Linked DNA regions of Mus musculus: region 2 is linked to region 1. A link is a contact called in public Hi-C data. All regions are on one chromosome and are shown on one strand. The core of a region is the stretch at or near the end of the contact, and the rest is flanking DNA. Distances in the headings are between cores, read along the strand shown. Region 1 overlaps Brd1 (bromodomain containing 1). Region 2 holds the start of Lmf2 (lipase maturation factor 2).

Region 1 (6,230 bases), core at 1,301-3,800:
CATGCCCAGCCCAAGGCTGGGCTGTTCTCTAGCCAGTCCTCCTTTCCTAACTCCAGCCGCAGGAGGGCTTAGCTAAGGGCAGAGGTGCTTACAAGGCCTAACCACCTGCGCTTGATCCCCAAGCGTGCTAAGATGCCAGGAAAACCAACTCCAACTAGCTGTCCTCTGACCTACGTAGACAAGGTAAAAACAATTCTAGGGTGTCTACTCACATAATACTCTGCCTCAATTAACAAAATACAACTAAGTTATTGCCATTCCCACCATAGAAGCCACCTTCAACACTGTATTGGATCTAAACTATTCCTTCTAAGTCTTTCAAGCTCGAGTTAAAAGAAAATCTCATTCTGTTCCTTTAAGCTTGTAAACTAAGTGCCAAAATACAGCAGACAGAACACACCAAAACATCCTTTCAAAGAGCATCAAAAAAAGCCTAGCAGGAATATCCAGTAACCAAGAGTTCCGTGACCTTCAAAATGTACAAGCTCATCATTACTACAGAGCATCATTTAAGCCTGTCAAGAGAGCCCCGAGCCCGTGAGGTATGGCCCTCCTACCCCATGCTTACCTTCCTCCGCTGTGTCCGGGGCCAGTGGAGCAGCCTCATCTTCAAAGCCTCCCGTGCCTGCCCCTGTGGGCGGAGCCTGGCTGTGCTGCTGGCTCAGCTTGTTTCGGAGAAGAGCAATCTCTTTTTTAAGCAGCTTTGCCCGTTTACTCCGTGAGCCGCTGGACTTCATGGAGCAGGTCAGGTCCAACTTGTCCAGAAGTTCTCTCAGCTGCTCCTCCAAGCTCATGTGGGCCCTGTTGGCTGGGTCCAGCAACCTGTCCACTGAACCAAAAACACGTATCATTAGCCACAGGATTCGGATTCATGGCCGCCTCTGATAACAACACATCTGTCTTAACTATGTGCCTGGGCCTGCCCACGGCCAAAGCGCAGGCTTCAAATTCATTTAATCTTTGTTTGTTTATTTAGCTTCTTGGGTTTGTTTTGTTTTATTTGTTTGTTTTTGAGACAGTGTTTCTCTGGGTAACCCAGGCTGTCCTGCAACTCATTCTGTAACAGGCTGACCTTGAACTCAGAGATCTGCCTGCCCCTGCCTCCCAAGTGTTCCAATTTCACCATTTGGTGCCATACATACTCCTCTCTACCCTGATTCTGAACCTATGACAAGGCTGTTGTCACAAAGAGGGAAAAAAAGAGACAAGACACTCCTTCAGTCAGTAGTACACAAAGGACTAGTGTGGCCGTAGCAGAGGAGATGTGGGTAACACACATGGCTTTTCCTGGACTAAGACCCAACTCAGTCCTGCTCTGTAAAAAGTGAGAGGCACAAAGACCACCAGACATGTCTGAGTGCACCAACATAGACGCAAGATGGACTACTGACAGACGCTGCGTGTGTGTAAATATGTTCACATGGACTGTTTATACATTGTGAACATCATCCTAGCTCAAGTTCTTGCACATACATCATGACCAAAAGGAAACTAGGCTGCAGAGTCCGCAGGTCTCCCCAGACTCTAGGAACATTGACTGCAGGACTTAAATTAGTGAAATAGCCAAAAAATTATTTAATCTATGCGAAGATAAAACCAAAGGAACAGCAGGGCCAACAGAGACACCTACCATAAATGAGCCCTGCCCAGACCTGGTAGCTGGCCTAGGAGACTCATTAGCGCCCTGTCTAAACAGCACTAACTTAGCAGTGGGACACGACAAACACTGTCCAACTGGCTTACAGTCACCGCAACAAAAACCACCACTCAACTTCTCAAGCCTCCTTTCTTCTGTTTTGTGCTTGCTGAGTCCAGGCTGGCCTCAAACTTGTAATCCTCCCTCCTCAACCTGAGTGCTAGACCTGCAGGCTCTGCTGGTTGGCTTCTCTTTCAACAGGGCCAGTATTGCGGTTTGTATATGCTCTGCTTAGGGAGCGGCAATGCTAGGAGGTGTAGCCCTGTTGGAGTAGGTGTGGCCTCATGGGTGGGCTCCTAGCTGCCTGGGAGTCAGTACTCTGCTAGCAGCCTTCAGAAGACGTAGAACTCTTAGCTCCTCCTGTACCATGCCTGTCTGGATGCTGCCATGTTTCCACCTTGATAATGGACTGAACTTCGGAACCTGTAAGCCAGCCCCAATTAAATGTTGTCCTTAGAAGACTTGCCTTGGTCATGGTGTCTGCTCACAGCAGAAAAACTCTAAGACAGGTGGCACCAGGGACTGAGATATTGCGGTAATAGGCCTGACCGTGTTTTTGCTTATAAGAATGTAGGTTGGGGAACTTGGGATTTGGAAGGCCACAGAATGTTTCAAGTGGGGCTTCATGGTCTATCCTAGCTGGACTATGGAACACTTTGTTGCTGTGAGTAATCGGAACTGTGTAGACCCAGCACAAGAGGTTTCAGTGAGGAATTTCAGTTATGTGGTCTAGAGCCTTGTTTTTGTAGTTTGGTGAAGAAGTAGCTATTTTTGCCCTTGGCTGAAGAGTCTGCCTGAGGCTAAGGAGGCTCAGGTTAATTACAATGACAAAGGAAGCCTTAGAAAGGCCCATCGTAGACTTTGTTCTCAGGAAGAGCATGTGAATAAGCATTGCAAGGTTAGAAAGGAATACTGGAAGTGAATGGAGCTGAATGTGTTCAAGGACATTAGTTTGAATTAAGGGACTAGTGACCTTGGGGCAAGATCCCACCCAGTTAAGTTTTGGTCTATACTGGGCAGAACAAGCTTTTTAATTCCTGGAGGCAAAGGCAGGCAGATCTCTACTTTCAAGGACAGATCAAGTTGTAGGTGAAGAAAAGCTTAATTCCGGGCGTGCTGGTACACACCTCTAATCCCAGGAGTCAGGCTTGCATATCTCAGAGTTCTGAGCAAGATCCCCACGTGACAAACTTAGGCCTTGAAGGAGCGCGAAAGCTGGAAGCTAGTGATGACGCAATAGAACTAGGGGCCATGTTCCAGCTCCAGCAAGCAGCTTCGGCCATGTGTCTCTGGCTTTATAATCACGAGGAGAAAGACTCCTGGGACAGCTGATGCTGGTTAGCGGGAGCTAAGGCATTAGCAGTGATTAAGAGACCGGCAGGGCTGGAGAGATGGCTCTGTGGTTAAGAGCACTGACTGCTCTTCCAGAGGTCCTGAGTTCAATTCCCAGCAACCACATGGTGGCTCACGACCATCTGTAACAGGGGCCCAATACCCTCTTTCTGGTGTGTCTGAAGAGAACTGTGTACTCATATAATAAATAAATCATGACGACAACCAGCATCACTGGAAGTGTTTTCTGAGCACCAAGAAGCTGTGTTCCAGAGACAGCCAAGGTTGCACCTCATGCTGCAGCTATGCTGGGTGACTGCAATGGTCCCCCAGGTGGCACTGGCCTTGAGGCATGAAGGGGCCATGAAGAGCAGCTGAGGCGGAAGATCACTGATCAAAGTGCAGCCTCGGTTGCAGATGATGGCCCAGGACTGAAGGGGCCATGCAAAGGAGTTGAGGCTTGGCACCATGAAGAGAGCCTAGAGAGGCTCTAGTTGCAGCGGAAGCCCCCAGTGTATTGGAGATGATGGCCACCAAGAGCAGCAGCGGCAGTGGAGGGATCAACCTGAGCTTAGAGCTACCGAGGGCAGAGCTGGGGAAGTGACGTCACCTTGGAGAGGAGGCCCAGACATTAAAACAAGAAGCTGCCTTGGAGATACCAGAGTGGTAGTTGGACTATCTGCTAAGGAAAGCTGCTATGCTACCAGGGAGTAGAACCAGCCCAGGAGAAAGAAGTTTGTTGCAGTCAACAAAGATGAAAAAGGAATAGAAGATCTGAAGACATCAGACATGGAGATGCAGAGCCCAGCTGGCTTCCTGTCTTGCTTTGGGGATTACAGTTAAGTTATTGGACGATTATTGTTGAGACTGCCATAGACTATGGGGGCTTTTGAAGTCGGACTAAATGTATTTTGCATTATGCTATGTGTAGGTATGGCTCCCATAGGCTTATGTTTGGACAAGCCTATGAGGGCCAGGGGGTGGAATGTAATGGTTGTATATTATATGTTCAGCTCAGGGAGTGGCACTTTTGGGAGGTATGGCCTTGTGGGTGTGGGCTCCTAGCTGCTTGGGAGCCAATATTCTGCTAGCAGCCTTCAGATGAAGATGTAGAACTCTCAGCTCCTCCTGCACCATGCCTGTCTGGATGCTGCCATGTTTTCACCTTGATGATAATGGACTGAACTTCAGAACCTGTAAGCCAGCCCCAACTAAATGTTGTCCTTGTAAGACTTGCCTTGGTCATGATGTCTGCTCACAACAGAAAAACCCTAACTAAGACAAGTATCTTCCTTACTGCAGGCTCAAGACAGCGGCAGAGTACCCAGAGCTCACCCTGCCACAGGTCATGCTTTCTACTGCAATCACTGAGTAAGAAATAAATTTGTACTTTTCATTATTACTTTCCTTTTTGGCAAAAAGTCTGGCACAGAAATTTATTTAGCAATGACAAAGCCAGTTTCCTGGAATCTCAACTGTGAGGCCTCTGAGCCCTGCCCATCTACAGAGCACGAGAATCAGAAGCTGTGGGGTCAAAGACTCCCAGATGTCACTGGGCTCCTCTGCTTCTCAGGGCAGCCGATACCACCCAAAGCACAGTCACGGCCACAACAGATGAGGCTGGAGCCCACCCTTGCCTCCCACACAATCTGGAGAAAAGAACATGGATGCAGGTGAAGATCTGAGAGTCGCTCTGTAATCCTGGTGGCTATCAGGCTCAGTTCCTGCTGGACCTATCTAGGGTTTCAGAAATCTTGTCACCTGTGTGGGTGCATGCATATCTATTTTTCAAAGCAAGGTCTCATGTAACCCAGGCTAGCCTTAATTCACTCTATAGCCAATATGACCTTTAAATTCTAATCTTTGTATCAACCCAGTTTATGCTGTGTTGACATTGAACCCAAATGTTGTGCATGCAAAGAAACACTACTAAGCCACACTCTGGCCTGGCTGCTTTTCTTTCTAATTATACTGTTAGGATCAGTTTTGGTTTTTAGGCAGGGTCTCAGGGTGTAACTCACTAGCCTAGAAATCACTATAGTTTAGACTGACCTTAAATTTGTGGTGAACCTCCTGTCTTAGCTTCCTGAGTGTGGCACTACATCCTATCTTGAGAAAAAAAGAATTCAACCCTATCCTGTATGCCCTAGAGATGCCTGAGACAGACAGTTTCTCTGGGTCAGATACACAGGAAGCCAGAAGTGAGGAGTCTCCAAGGGCTCTGACCTCACGAGTCAGGCCACAGTGACCAGGCAGCTGGTCATCCAGGAGAAGGAAACGTACCGGATAAAACCTAAGTCCGTACGATTCCACCATTTTCCTGAACAGTCAATAGCAGGAGAAAAGGTAGGTCAAATCAGGAACATAGGATCTTGGGTTTTGTGAATAAAAGTTCCAAGGTTGACCACCAAACCCCATTCACCTACTGTAGACATTTACCTACAGAATAAACAATCCAGGGGCAAGAAGCTTACAAGAAATGATTGGAGGCCAGATGTGGTATGGTAATGCACATCTTTAACCACAGCACTCAGGAGGCAGAAGCAGGTGGACTTCTGTCAAGTCCAAGCCAGCCTGATCCACATTTTGAGTTCCAGGCCAGTCAAGACTACCCACTGAGACCTTATCTTTAAAAACAGCTCCTTACTTGGAAGAAATTAATGAAGAGCACAACAGCATGTGCACGGTGGGGCCCAGAGTACAAGCTTGCCCTGGAGAGTTAGAAGGGTTAGGCCATGTCCTAGAAGCAGGCTAAGGCTGGGCCCTCAATAAACACCTGCAAGCATCCCAGAGAGAGGATCAGAGGCACAGCCAACATTAGCTCCTGCTTTTGCTTCTCAGCTGAAATATGACAACTAATGAATAGCTGCCTTCTCAATGCATGACCTCAGAAGCAAGGTCAGACCCTTTGGGGATGCATCCTCAACTATAGTGTCTTCGGGGCCTTCAGCACCTAGATATGTGTTTCTCGCAGTGGGTATGTGAAAACATGGCGAGGCCCACGTGGTGCCCATACAAGGCGCATGCACCTCAGGAGCACTCACTCGGCCGGCATGCTGGAGTCTTAGTGAGTGCAGTCTGAGAGAAAAAGCATCCGCTGTCCTCCTGGATACAGTTCTTACCCTCTTCCCAGGAGAAGGGCCGCCGAGGGGCTGCGATGGGTCGCTCAGGCAGGTGCATTCCCGAGGCCTCTTCCAGGCCA
Region 2 (6,230 bases), core at 2,048-4,547, 650 kb after region 1:
GCTCCTTGCCCTGCAGGAGGCGCAGCACCAGGCCGGTGAACCAGGGGCTGTGTGTATGCGGGCCAAGGGCTGCGAACCACATCTGCCAATCAAGGCGTGGCTGGTGAGGAGTCAGGAAAGGGGGTGGTCGGCTCACATTCCCAGGTTTGTACATGAATTCGATCTCCTGACAGAGGGACACATGGTTAGCTGGGATGGCTGGACTTGGTCCCTTTACCCCTGTATCATTTGGGAGGGCTCACTGTCCAATGCTGTCCGTCATAGCTGCCCTCTAGGACCACTTCCGGCCGCCCGCCCACGCCAGTCATCCGACGGAAAAGGCCGTAAGAGTTGGCCAGCTGTAGGTGCTCCACAGAACCGAACAGGCGATGAGCCCCAGTCCAGAGACGCCCGTGGGTCCCAGGTTCCACATAGGAGTAAGGTACCTGCAGGCAAATAGGCGATAGCTCAGTGCTGCCCCATCTTCCCCCAGTCCCAGTCTTCACAGGGTCACCTACTAGGCTGATCAGGAACAAGGCCACTGTTGCCGTGCCCAGGACGGAGAGCTGGATACCCGCAGAGAACTTCCGTGACCATCCTTGTACCTGGATCCACCTGGGGACGAGAGGGACGGGTGTGGTCAGACCTGATCTGAAAGCGGCTTCTGCCCGCGGTCTTCGGGTACATACATACCTCCAGAGGACAACAAGCAACTCCCAGGCCAGGGAGGCTGTCCCTAGCCACACAGTTGGCAGGGTTACCGTCTTCAGCCACTGGGAGAACTGATGGAAGGTGAAGGCTGCCAGGGAGGAGAGTGTGATCAGGGACTGAGCCAGCCCTTTCCCTTAGGTCCCCATGTTGGCACTTACTGGTTTTCGAGAGGATGATGTGCTGTTGCCAGTCAACCTCCAGGCCAAAGTAGTAGACAGTGCCGTAGGCCAGCAGCCCATAGACAGTCAGTTCCAGCAGTAAGGACAGCGCGGTCAGCAGGGCTTTAGGCCAGGCTATGGGTTGGACAGACAGTCACAGATTGGCTAAGGGTCTGCAGCCAAGGGACAGGGGCTCTTTGGCGGATGACATGGGTTTGGTTGTCGTGATGGGATGACTGACACTCACAGGTGGGCATCTTCTTGTGGCATCTGAGGCCAGGCTCAGCAGACAGGTGACGGTCATCCAGGAGGGCAGTGGTGAGCACCAGGGTTAGCAGGTTGAAGAAATTGTAGTTGCCAGTGATGATAATCAGGACTTGCAATAATGCCTGAGAGGAAGACATGCAGTCAGAGCTATGGAGAGGATGCTCTTGGGCTCCCGCAGACCTAAAGACGACACTTTCCCAAAGGCCACAGCCTCACGTGACAGTATACACCTAGACTGGCTAACACATCCTTCTGCCTGCGATGCTTCCCCCCACAGCACCCATCACCCGACCACTCCCGCCCCAGCAAGCCTCACCAGCCAGTGGTAAAGGCCACACTCTCTTCTACCTACCTGAGCGTAGAAGGCAGTAAGTCGTAGGCGGCGAATAGGAGCAAAGAACAGGGGTGGCACTGCGATCTCGATGAGGAAGGTGGCTACCACGCTGAGCTTGTGTAGCCAGACCGGCAGATGGTGAGCAAACCAGGCAGCGGGTGTGGGCAGGCACTGAGTCTCATAGTGGTAGGTCAGAGCTGCAGGAAGCGAGTGGAGGTCAGGGCTGGTTAAGAGCCTCTAGACCATCCCAGCTTCAGGCCCCGGGCCCTCACCAGTGAGTCCCCACCACGTAGGGCAGCGGCTGGTCAACTTGACCACACCAGAGGCGAACATGAGTCGAAACAGCAGCCAGCGCACGAGCCAGAATGGGAGGTCTTCATGGGGTAAGGCTCCTGCTAATCTACCCTGGAGAATCTTGTGTTTGGAAGGCCCCCTCAGCGGGGCTACCAGTATAGCTAGGAAGCCAGTCTCCAGCAGCAGGGAATCCCTATAGGGAGGGAAATATCCTAAATTTCCTATTTAGGTTGCTTAATAGGAACCTCCCAGGGTCCTCCCAGGAGAGGCAAACAACCCTGCCCAGTGGCCTCAGGCAGATTGGGCCCCCGGAATCACTCACCACTGGAAATAAAGGAACACTTGGCCCACCTGTAGGGAGAGAAGTGGTCAGGGAGCCACTGTGTGTCTGCTGCATCAGGTGAGGCAGAGAGAGAGGGTGGGTTAGATGAAGGCTGAAGTTTTAAGTGTCTCACTTGCCTGGTAGGCTGATCGGTATGCAACCCAGAGCAGCAGGTAGACGAAGGGGTGTCTCAGAGAGTTCAGGAGCAGGGCGCCCAGGGCTAGCACGGTGCCCAATAAGGTCAGTAAATCCAGACCTTGGGCAGTATCCAGCCCCAGTCTTGGTGCCTCCCACAGCAGCGTTGGTGTTTCCCACAGCTGCTGCCACAGGCCCTTGCCTTGGGGCCGCAGTGTTCTTCGAGCAGGAAGGATGCCCTCTGGGCCATAGAGGCCTGTGGGAGGGTATGTCAGGGCCAAGTCTTAGACATCTTCCCAGTCTAACATGCACATGAACTTAGGCCCCGGAGATGCTCCACCACCAGCTCCTGGCATGCAGATGTCCCAAACCCCCAACTCCAGGTTGTGCTTGCAGATGTTCCCATCCCAGGCAGGGCTTGCTCTGTCTACCAGATGGTCTCTCTCTCTCACGTTGGAAATTGTTGACCCCCAACACCAGGTTCAGAAGACCTGATTCTGGGTCAGCACCTTCTGTCAATTAGAGCGCATCCCTCTCTTACCTGCCCACAGAGTCCAGGTAGAAATCTGCCACCCACTCCCCTCGGGGTTTTTCCCTAAGCCTAGATGAGACTACTAATAGTTAAGGGAAATCGACCCTTGTGCTTCTTTTTCCTCCACTTTTGTTGCCCGCAAACTACCACCCCTTAATCCCGCGCAGAGAGAGGCCTGGACTTTACACCCGCCTCAGAGGGCAGTGAAGGAAGGGATGCTACCACGTCCACGTGTGACGATTCAACCCCTCCGCGCCCTCACCTGGGATCTGGGTGTAGAGGGACGCAAAGGCGAACAAGTAGACAGCGGCCACACCCTGTAGGAAAAGCTGCTGTGGGACCCGGGAGCTCGCCATGTCCGCTACGCGGTCTTGCCGAAGTAGTGCCCTCTAGTCTCCTAGCTGCCCCCAGCCCGGCCTCTGGCCCACGCCGCAGCCGGAATCCGTCAGTCCGGTCGGGTCACTGAGCTCCACCCAGTGCCAAAGAACTCACCGCTAACCACCTAGAAACTTAGTCTCCTCCGCTCCTCCAGGCCCCCCCCCTAGACACGGAGCCCCGCCCCCGGTGTAGGCCCCGCCCCCGTCGGGCCCGCTTCTTTACTTCTTCGAAACTGGGCCCGCCTGACGTCATACGTGTGCGCGCAGTGCCCTGGCTACGTACTTCCGGGGCGGGAGCACCAAAATGGCGCCAGAACCAGTAGCGGGTTGAGCCATGGTTCCGGGCTTCTAGTCCCGTTCTAGACATGGAGGATGTGGAGGTGCGCTTTGCTCACCTCTTGCAGCCCATCCGGGATCTCACTAAGAACTGGGAGGTGGACGTGGCGGCACAGCTGGGCGAGTATCTGGAGGAGGTGAGGGCGGCGGGGGAATGGCATCGGCCTGGGCGCTCAGGCTGCATTGCCACCCCCCGCCTCCGGGTCTGTAGCCGTCTGGTGTGTCATCCGCAGTCTTGTTTCTTTCCTCACCCCCCTTCAAAATCCAGCCTGCCTCTCGAAACTTTCAGCTAGATTCTCCCGGAGCTGTCCTTTTCAGGCCTCTGTCGGTTAGCGAGCTGTGAAGTCGATTTGGTTGGATGATAATCATTTTTCTCCAACAAGTACATTATTTCCGTTTTCTTTGGGGGAATACAATACATTAAGAAGCAAACTTTTTGTTTTCCCCTTTTGGGGGCGGATTTAACCTGGGGCTTTGGACAGGTTTGGCAGGCACTCTACCACCGAGCTTTTTTTTGGAACCTGTTTTTCTTCTTGAGCCAGGCGCCAAGGCAGGTCTTAAACCCGAAGTCTTCTGTCCCAGTCTCCCGATTATTTGCAACTACCAATCAACCCTACCATACCAGGACTCTTACAGTAATGGAGAGAGATCTGGTTCCCGAAGGAAAAGGGATTTTGTATCTTAGACCTCAAGCCCCGCCCACACGATCTTCCCGCAGTGCGACGCACCCATACCCCAGGCTCTTAATTTGAACCAGTTTTGTCCAGAAGGATCCGCCCCCTCCCCCATCCTGTTGGTGGCCCAGCCCCTCGCCGTAATCTAGCCTATCAGCATTCCATTCCTCCGTTTTGTTTTTTTTTAAGTTCAGGTCTATTCAGTCACTGTCTGCTCCGTTTCTGCACGTTCACACTTTGGCTCAACACAATCGGATCCCACTACTGAATAGTTACAGGTCTCAACTCGAACTGTAGTGGTCTTCGTATTTAAAAATAAAAGAGACGCTCGAAGTGCCCTGTTGGGGAGATTTCTCGGTCTGACAGCTTCCTTTTTGAAACAGTGCTCTTAGGATTTCTATTTGACTGCTTCTGTTTTCTTTCTTAAGTGTCGAGCTTCTTGGGGTGGAGTCTTCTTTCCCTTAAAAATAGAAAATCTTACTTGTGTGATTTTTTTTTTTTTTAAATACAAGTTTTCAACTCCATGTGGTGGGATACACCCATACCGATCTTCCTTGTGAGCTGTCCCAGATTTGTTTGTTCTAGCCACTCCCTTGGCATGTGCTGGGATGTTACTCGAGCTCTTGGATGTTATTTAAAGTGGAGCTTTTGGGTTGTGGTTCAAATTCTAGTCCTCTATTTTGGTAGTGTTTCACTGTTTAACTAAAGGTGAAAATTAAGAGATGTGATAAGGCCTCATGTCTCACACCAAGTTTACCAATGAATTGTGTCAGTTATATTGCAAGAATATACTTCCTTCCCCACTATATCTGGTCTAGGTGTATTAAACCTAGATATTTAAAACCTTCTCATCCAGGCTCTTAGATTGGACACCATCCAGTCTGAAGAATTAAAACTGGAGACAGGGATGGGGGCGCAGGGACCTGGAAAGCTGCCTCATCAATTCAGAGCACTGACTATTCTTTCAGAGGACCCAGGTTCAGTTCTAAGCACCCACAGGACAGATCGCAGCTGTCTGTAATCCCAGTTCCTGGGGATCCAGTGCCTTCATCAGGCCTCCACTGGCACCAAACATACAGGTGGTACACAGATATGGATACAGGCAAAACACCTACATCATTTTTTGTTTTTAGAAAATTTAAATCAGGGCTAGAGAGATGACTGGATAAGAGCACTTGCTGCTCTCGTAGAGGACCTGGGTTCAGTTCTCAGAACCAAAAAAAAAAAAAAAAAAAAAAGTAGCTCACAATGGCCTGTAACTCTACTTCCAGAGGTCCCAGGGCCATTTTTGGATCCATGAACCCCTGCAAGCACATGGTGCACACACATTAGTGCAAGCACACACACATCTTAGGAAAAAAAAAGTTATAACCAGGCCTCAACATTGCATAGTTGTTTGCTTGCTGGTTTGTGGTCTGTCTTTACCCTACAGTATAAATTCTAGAAGGGTAGAGATTCGTATATGCTTTCTTATTCTTTGTAGAATGTCTGACACAGTAGGTGCAGGATAAATGCTTATTAAATGAACATGTATTTTTTTTTAAAAGACTTATTTATTTATTATATCTAAGTACACTGTCGCTGTCTTCAGACACCCCAGAAGAGGGCGTCAGATCCCATGATGGATGGTTGTGAGCCACCTTGTGGTTGCTGGGATTTGAACTCAGGACCTCTGGAAGAGCAGTCAGCGCTCTTACCCGCTGAGCCGTCTCTCTGGCCCTTGATGATCAACCTGCACTGCACAGTTGGCTGAGAAGCGCCAAGAACAGTATTAAGAGGTCATATTGTGGAATCAGGTTTTCTTAAAAGGATCTGTGGGCACACTGTTAAATTTGTTTCCTGGCTTGGTCAGCTCTTCTGCTTCAGATAAGGCTCCTTTCCTGCCCCCGGGTCTGTTCCCATGATGTCTTTAATCTCAGCACTTGGTAGGTGGAGGGAGGAGGATCAGTTCAAGATCATTCTTGGCTCCAGAATCCATGTGAAGCCTGAGCTATAGGAGGCCCTGTTTCAATTATCAAATAACAAGAAGACTATGCCACATCGCCTAACGCTTTGCTGTCCTGGCACTGATGCTGTATATGTTCTTCTTGTTTTCCATCTAGTTACCAGTG

Evidence for each region. Hi-C and Micro-C count contacts between places; a contact is called where the count stands out from the background.
Region 2: a contact with region 1 is called in a Hi-C map of embryonic stem cells, with 5 times the contacts expected there. The contact joins the promoter of Lmf2 here to the enhancer-like site in region 1. A contact is called at or near these places in 1 of 39 promoter capture datasets (pre-B cells), 1 of 484 Hi-C or Micro-C datasets (embryonic stem cells) and 4 of 115 datasets of contacts at active chromatin or transcription factors (bone marrow-derived macrophages and embryonic stem cells).

The regions. Positions count from the first base shown.
Region 1 is chr15:88,706,466-88,712,695 of GRCm38.p6, forward strand. It overlaps Brd1 (bromodomain containing 1), which reads right to left. Exons shown (of 13, transcript NM_001033274.3): 6 at 6,151-6,230; 7 at 569-829. Among named protein-coding and RNA genes, the nearest start is that of Gm41377, 25 kb to the right of the region's middle. Within about 2 kb of position 2,551, at least 40 of the 459 cell types and tissues checked have an H3K27ac peak or open chromatin away from gene starts, as enhancers often do. A contact at or near this core is called in embryonic stem cells, where this site is marked.
Region 2 is chr15:89,352,362-89,358,591 of GRCm38.p6, forward strand. Lmf2 (lipase maturation factor 2) reads right to left here and starts at 3,298. Exons shown (of 14, transcript NM_178919.4): 1 at 2,995-3,298; 2 at 2,203-2,456; 3 at 2,066-2,094; 4 at 1,722-1,936; 5 at 1,468-1,646; 6 at 1,096-1,237; 7 at 849-983; 8 at 673-778; 9 at 498-594; 10 at 243-425; 11 at 1-166. The coding sequence starts at 3,088. Ncaph2 (non-SMC condensin II complex, subunit H2) reads left to right here and starts at 3,358. Exons shown (of 20, transcript NM_001115132.2): 1 at 3,358-3,582. The coding sequence starts at 3,475.